Linked DNA regions of Triticum aestivum: region 1 is linked to region 2. Evidence: chromatin contacts called from public Hi-C data. All regions are on one chromosome and are shown on one strand. The core of a region is the stretch at or near the end of the contact, and the rest is flanking DNA. Distances in the headings are between cores, read along the strand shown. Region 1 holds the start of LOC123062600. Region 2 has its middle 44 kb from the start of LOC123062600.

What was found. A called contact is a pair of places that touch in the nucleus more often than the background predicts.
Region 1: a contact with region 2 is called in a Hi-C map of leaf, with 2.5 times the contacts expected there. The contact joins the promoter of LOC123062600 here to the enhancer-like site in region 2. A contact is called at or near these places in 2 of 5 Hi-C or Micro-C datasets (both in leaf).

What each region holds. Positions count from the first base shown.
Region 1 is chr3A:613,728,866-613,732,123 of IWGSC CS RefSeq v2.1, reverse strand. LOC123062600 reads right to left here and starts at 2,005. Exons shown (of 5, transcript XM_044486178.1): 1 at 1,498-2,005; 2 at 1,007-1,357; 3 at 624-903; 4 at 418-525; 5 at 1-291. The coding sequence starts at 1,704. The coding sequence ends at 152.
Region 2 is chr3A:613,684,157-613,687,516 of IWGSC CS RefSeq v2.1, reverse strand. No RefSeq gene overlaps it. Among protein-coding and RNA genes, the nearest start is that of LOC123062600, 44 kb to the left of the region's middle. Within about 2 kb of position 1,291, at least 2 of the 8 cell types and tissues checked have an H3K27ac peak or open chromatin away from gene starts, as enhancers often do. A contact at or near this core is called in leaf, where this site is marked.

The DNA of each region.
Region 1 (3,258 bases), core at 756-3,255, 44 kb before region 2:
CCTAACGCTGATGCTACCGCCACCGCCTCCTACCTCTAGCTAACTTCTACCTAGCGCTAACCATCGATGATGATAGTAATACGTAGTAATACTTAAATATGGCAGTGATCCATGGAAACGGGGGGAGACGGAGACGGACGGACGATGCATCTCAGTACGTCCACTCCGGCGGGAGATTGACCTCGCACGCCACGGCGAGCGGCGGGGAGTGCGCGGCGGCGGCATTGGCGTTGGCGTTGTGCTCGCGCTTCTGGCTCGCCTGCACCGCGTTGCTCCGGCTCACCAGCGCGTCTGTGAGGACACAAAGAAACGAGTTCGAAATGTCAGTCATTGACGGATCTTCATAACCCAAAATAAAGATGCGATTATCATTGGCGTTGCTAGTGCGTGCGTAATCAGAAGGGATTGATTGCTCACCGTGATCAAGAACGAAGGCTCCGGGGTAGCACGGGCGGGCGCCGAGGTCTTCGACGTTGAGGTTGAGCGCCTGCACGACGCGCGCCGGGAGGAGGACCGTGGAGCAGCCTGAGGCCGAGCAGAGCCACAGGATTTTTAGCTAAGAATACTTTTGGGGGACATGACAGGGGCAGGCAAAGGAAGTGGGGGCGAGAAAGGGGGCGCACTTGGTTTCTTCTTGGGCTCGGCGGGCGCGCCGGCCTGCCGGGGGATGAACACGCCGGTGCCGGTGCACTCGCGCTTGGCCCCCGGAGGGGTGAGGAACACGGCGCGCATGCCGGCCGCGGACGGTGGGGCGTGGTGCGGGGACTTCTGCAGCGGCGGCCAGGCCGAGGGGCTCAGCCCGAGCGGCCCGACGTCGGCGGAACCCCACGCCATGGCCGCCGCCATCGCCAGCTGCTGCTCCCGCTGGTGCTTCATCAGCTGCTGCTGCTTCAGGAGATGGAACTGAAACCCGAAACCATACAAAACGTCAGAGAATAATCACTCCGGCGAGAAACGAAGCGCAAGAGTTGGCCGGCACGGTGCATGAGAAGACAGAGGAACTCACACGAGCGACTTGGGCCTGGCGCTGTGCGAGCGAGTTGTTCGGCGGGTACTGGTAAGGGCCGACGGGCTTTGGGGAGGGAAGCAGCGGCGGAGAGGGCTTCCTCGCCGGCGGCGCGACGCCGGCGCCGTGGATGGGAGGAGGGTTAACAACAGGCACGGGGATGCTGTCCACGCCGAGGCGGGCCACCTGCCCGGCGGCCTCGTGCAGGAGGTCCCATGGGTCGGCCGGCCGCTGCTCCAGCGGCGAGGACGGCGGCGAGCTGACCTGCGAGCCGCCGCCGGTGGGGCTGTCCTCCCCGGAGGCCTGCAGCACGCAGAGCGTGGACTGCGGAGACCCAGACATCACCTCCGCCTGGAGCGCGAGACACGCAGAGACAGAGAGAAACAACAACCAATCAGATGCTTCCAAAGACAACAAACAGGGATGCCAACCCAAACCAGGCCAAGAAGCGACGAGACGAGGAGACGAGAGTCCGGCAACCGAAAACCAACCTTGGGAATGGCGCGGTCGCCGGCGTCGCAGTCGAGGGCGGCCACGCGGCGCGAGAGCCCTTCGAGCCCGTCCTCGTCGTCGCTGTCGCTCCTGGCCGCCGCCGCCGCCGCGGCGGCCGCCGCCTTCTCGTCGGAGAAGAAGTCGTCGTCGAGGAACTCGTCCGGCAGCCAGAAGCCGGCGCCGGCGCCGTGGTGCTCCTCCGCCATTTCCGCCCAAGGAAGAAGGAACCAACTCCTCTGCGTGAAGCGTGGACGGAACGACCCCCTACCCGAATATTATAGGCGCGCGCGAAGGCGGGGGACGGAGGCCAGAAATCGCCGCTCGGGGAAGAGATAATTACGCCCAACACGTACCGGGTGATGGCTCCCTCTGCCTCTCCTGCCGCTAATGCTTCTCACTCCTCACAAAGCGTATTTATCTCACCGGACGGACGGACGGACGGCGGAGAAAAGCGGCGGGGTGGGGGAGGGGGAATGTCAAGGACGGACGGCGAGCCGATGTGGAGGTCAAAGGGGCGGATGTGCGGGTGGTTTATAAAGAGAGGGTAGGGGGGGGGGCAAAATTTACCGGGCGATTTGTTCAAAAGTGTAAAAGGTTACCATTGCGTTTGCGGTGGTGGTGGCGCCGGCGTGTTTGTTGTGCGCCTCCTCGGGGCCGCGTTTCTAACCGGCCGGGTTAAGTATGGTAACCTGGCCAAAATAACCAGCTCTTTTCGCGCTGCGCTTTACGGCTCCCCCCTCATGCGCAACGTCTGGCGGAGAGGTTTCAGTTTCACCTCACCTCGCCGCGTCGTGTCTGTCACCCCTTCTGGCTGAGCCTCAGCTCAACTCATGTGACTTTTGCCTCTGGAAATGGCACCAATAATTGTCTGGCGTCGCGTTCGCAATGTCGTGATTTTGGTTGCAGTGTTGGGTGTGCGACGAAACAACATCGTATGAACAGCGGAAAGTTGCATGGGGTTCACACCAAGGCACCGGACCGAATCGAACGTGCGATCTATAGGCAGATCAGCGCGTTATTAAGAGGACCATTCACGGAAGTGGTTTCACGCGGAAACCAGCGTGCCCCCACCGAAATGCCACCATTCGGGTGATACTTATTTGTGGTGGTGATTAAATTACTGCCGCGTTGGCGTGCGCGACGAAGAAGCTTGTGCGTCACGAGACCCGCGTCGGGCCCCAGGAGTTTGTACTCGTCTCATGTCACCGCGCTGTCCAGCGGCCACATTGAATTCGTGTCCGGCTCGCCTCTCGGGCCGCGGCCAGGTGTACTGCGTGTGGTAAACCGGTAACGGAGTGCCCGTTCGTGCGTCGCGTTCGTGCCGTGCCATGCCATGCCAGTCCAGACGTGAATGTACGTGCGTGCCGTGCGCCGACGAGAGTGAGTGAGCCCGAGAGTGGCATGCAGATACAGATGCAACAATTCGTCCGGTCGCCCAGATGCGCTGGCGTACGAGGGATGGGAACCTTTTCTCCTCGGATTCTTGCGGACCGCCGCTGCATGGGTCGATAGATTCCGCAACGACCGCGCAAAGAACAGGCCGGCCACGCCCGTCGCCAATGGCGGCGCGCTTGTCGCGCCGGTTCGGCCGACGGCGCCCTCGTAGGCACGTAGGAGTACTACGTACGTAGCCCCGCGAAACCAGCCAGCGCCTCGGGCTCACGGGCGCCACGATCTTAATTTACCACGTTCTGTTTGGCAAATTGTTTTCACGGCCGCGCGCTTCTTTTGGCGGCAGCGGTCGCGTTTTGGGCGGGGCG
Region 2 (3,360 bases), core at 42-2,541:
TATGCGCCTCCTATATCTCATGCTCCCTTGGGGAATATACAGTTGCCCTGGTCTCCACCCCAGCCAGATTGGGTGAAGTTAAATTCGGATGGATCTTTTGGTACTAATGGGAGAGCGGGCGCTGGTATGATAGTACGTGATGGTTCGGGCAAAATCATTTTTTCTGCTTGTAGACACTTACATGTGTGCCGCGATGCACCGGAGACGGAGCTAAGTGCGTGTATGGAAGGGCTGTCTTTTGCTCTACAATGGTGCGAGTCCCTGATTGTCATTGAGATGGATTCCCTTGAGGCGATTGCGCTAGTAAAAGATCCTGGAATAGACCGAACTGTCTATGCAGCTATTGTGATGGAAATAAAGCACCTGAGGAGTCTCAGGGAAACTAGCATTACCCATGTTTTTCATAGTCAAAACAAGGCTAGTGATTGTTTAGCAAATTTCGCAAGAGTAGAAGGTAGAACAGTTACTTGGATTGGCTCGGGCCCTTCGAGGGTCCTTGATTTGGTGTCGGAGGATTGTAAGAACAGTTTGTCTAATTCATATTTAAATGTTTTTTTAAGGATGTCACATCTAAACTCCCACAAATATATAATGCATCAACAAGAAAACAAAAAATAAAATAAAATAAAAAAATAGATCACAAATAAAGTGAACATCAGGTCATATTTAGATGTGTCCTAAACAGACCCTTGTAAGTACTTGATGTCTGAGTAATACAAGTGTTTTAATCCCCCCCCCCCCCCCCCCCCCCCCCCACAAAAAAAAGCACCCAATGGCTCCCAGGTTCTCCGCACGTATGCTGAACACAGCAGTTGAGAAAGAAACGAATTCCTCGTCAACAAACGTCAAGCTGAAGTGCGACTCAAGTCTTACATTACTCTAAACCACCACTCGTGCAATGACAATAAGTTAAGCCGCACTAATACGACAGAAACACCGGAAGGTGGGGAGACCAGCACCCTCAGAGCTGTTGCACCCGCAGAGACCGCACGCCCGTCGTGCGCATCACGCTCCACAATTTGGTTACGAAAACACGTTATCCTGTCCTGTCCAGCACCATACGGACGCCACCAACACCGACCCGTCCCACGATCAGCCACGCAACTCACCAACAATCAGCAGGGGAGAGATCACGACGTGATAACCGATCCAAGATGGCTCGTCGTACAACAAATCATTGGTCGCATTCGGTCGTTCAAATTTCATGACCATCCGTAGGCATACATCACGTCACGCGTTTCGAGAAGGCACGGCCACGGCCCGTTGCGTGGGCGACCCAGCAAGCTTAACCGCGGTGGGTGCGAGCTTACCCATCCGGCAACCTAACTCACCGGTGACTAGCCGGCGAGCACGAGCTCGGATGATTGGCCACCGGTTTTCCGCCGACAGCGACGCCGGAGACCGGCGGTGCGCGTCAAGCATTAACTATCTTCAGCCGGAGCAGCTCGCCGGATCCAAATGCCGCGACGTTGACCTGAGTGAGGATGACGGCCGTTGAAGCCCACACGCACGATGATGGCCAAGTTGAACCGGTGAGCGACCGTCGTACCTCGACGGAGACGGAGACGCATGATGCGACGGCTCGCGGCTCGTCCGTCTCGCCTACCACACGACGCTTTTCTTGTACGCAGATTTAGCGTCTTATCTCCAACTATCACTACAACCACAAGTAGAAGGTTTGTGCATGGTCTGTGGAAGACACTTCTTCACACGTCCTCCGATGACCAGATAAAATCTTATTCCATCTTTAGTGAACCCTCATCGCCATCTCGTCTTCCTAAATAAAACATAAACCCTAACCAAACTAAAACATTACTTGAAAAATGAAGCAGGAGCCTTCCTGCTAGCAAGGGATGAGGTCCATTGCGTCTCTGTAACCCTAAGGTCAACGAAGACGAAGTAGACCGGCGGCGCCGACGGGAGGCAGGAAACCCTAGTTGCCTCTTGTGTGCCTCGTGTAAGACGAAAGGGTACGGGCGACAAATGTAACGATTTTTGTAGTATTAGCTCTCAATTCCATTTCAGTCAAAATGGAACTGATAATCACTCTCGCAAAAAAAATAAAAAAAATAAACCAATAACATGATTCACCTTGAGCTTCCGTGAGCCGAAGAAAACTTACCAACTTTATGCTGCTCGTGAGCGCACTCAAGTGTTTGTGCTCAGAAAATCCATCTCCCGGGCTAGGTGCGTTTGCGGGCCTTTAGCTACGTCCTTTTTGATAGTTTATATAATTTTTATTTCTTTTTTAGTTTTCACGGATTAGATGAGATTATTAAGGTATCTGTTTGGTTCTTTCTTCTTTTTGCACGGAATTTTCTTTCCTTTTTGTATTCTATTTTTTGCTTTTTATTTTATATTTTAGTGCAACTGTATTTTCTTGAGTGCATGCAATCCCCACCCACACATCCTCCGCCACCAAATAAACAATGAACATTTTTTAAAAATACAGAGTGAACAATTTTTTCAATATGATATTAACTCATTGATAAATCAGGTATTTGTTTAGAAATCTATCTATTATTTCTTTAAAAAACAATACAGTTTCATTAAAGAATTCACAAAGTTTCATAAAAGTGTCTCATGTAAATTTGAAAGTGTTTAACTATTATTCGATTTTCTTAAAATGCCCATTTAATTTCAAATAGTCCAACACATTTTTAAGAAATGTTTATGGAAAATATATAATGGTACCTGGGTCTAGAAGAACCCGAACAAAAAATGGTTAAAAAGTGAATCGTTTTTGGAGAAAGCATTGTTTAGTGTATTACTCACATGTAAAGTTTCGCCGCAAAATGACTTCGTTGTATTTTGAACAAATAAAAACAAAACCAATACTATATTAAGCTTACTATTCACAAAAATTGTACTTGCAAAAGTTTTTTTGCCTACAATACCATAGTAGTCAATTTATCCTAAAATATCAAACATGAGTAATGCACTAGAGAATGTTTGTATAAATATCACATTTTTTATATTTTTAATATTTTTGAAAAACTGACTAATCAGGTGGGCCTAGACCCAAGTTCCAAAAATCCACACCAAATGTTTATGTTGTTTTAGAAAAATGTTCTTTCATTAATAAATGATAATTTGACATTTTCATAAAAAGTATCATGTTTTTTTATGAAAAGCAAAATACCATTTTAAAAACCTAAAAAAATGGCTAGAAAAGAAGGTCTGCTAGGCTCTGTTACTTTGTGTGAGACCCGACAGGGCTGGCCTAGTGCCCCACATGTGCACGCCCGATACTATGGCAGATTGTCACATGGGAGGACTCGTTGTGCCTAGTGTCACATAGGAGGACTCGTTGTGCTTAGCGGTGAAGTTGCCAAATCCTATTTGCCGCATTCTATGGCA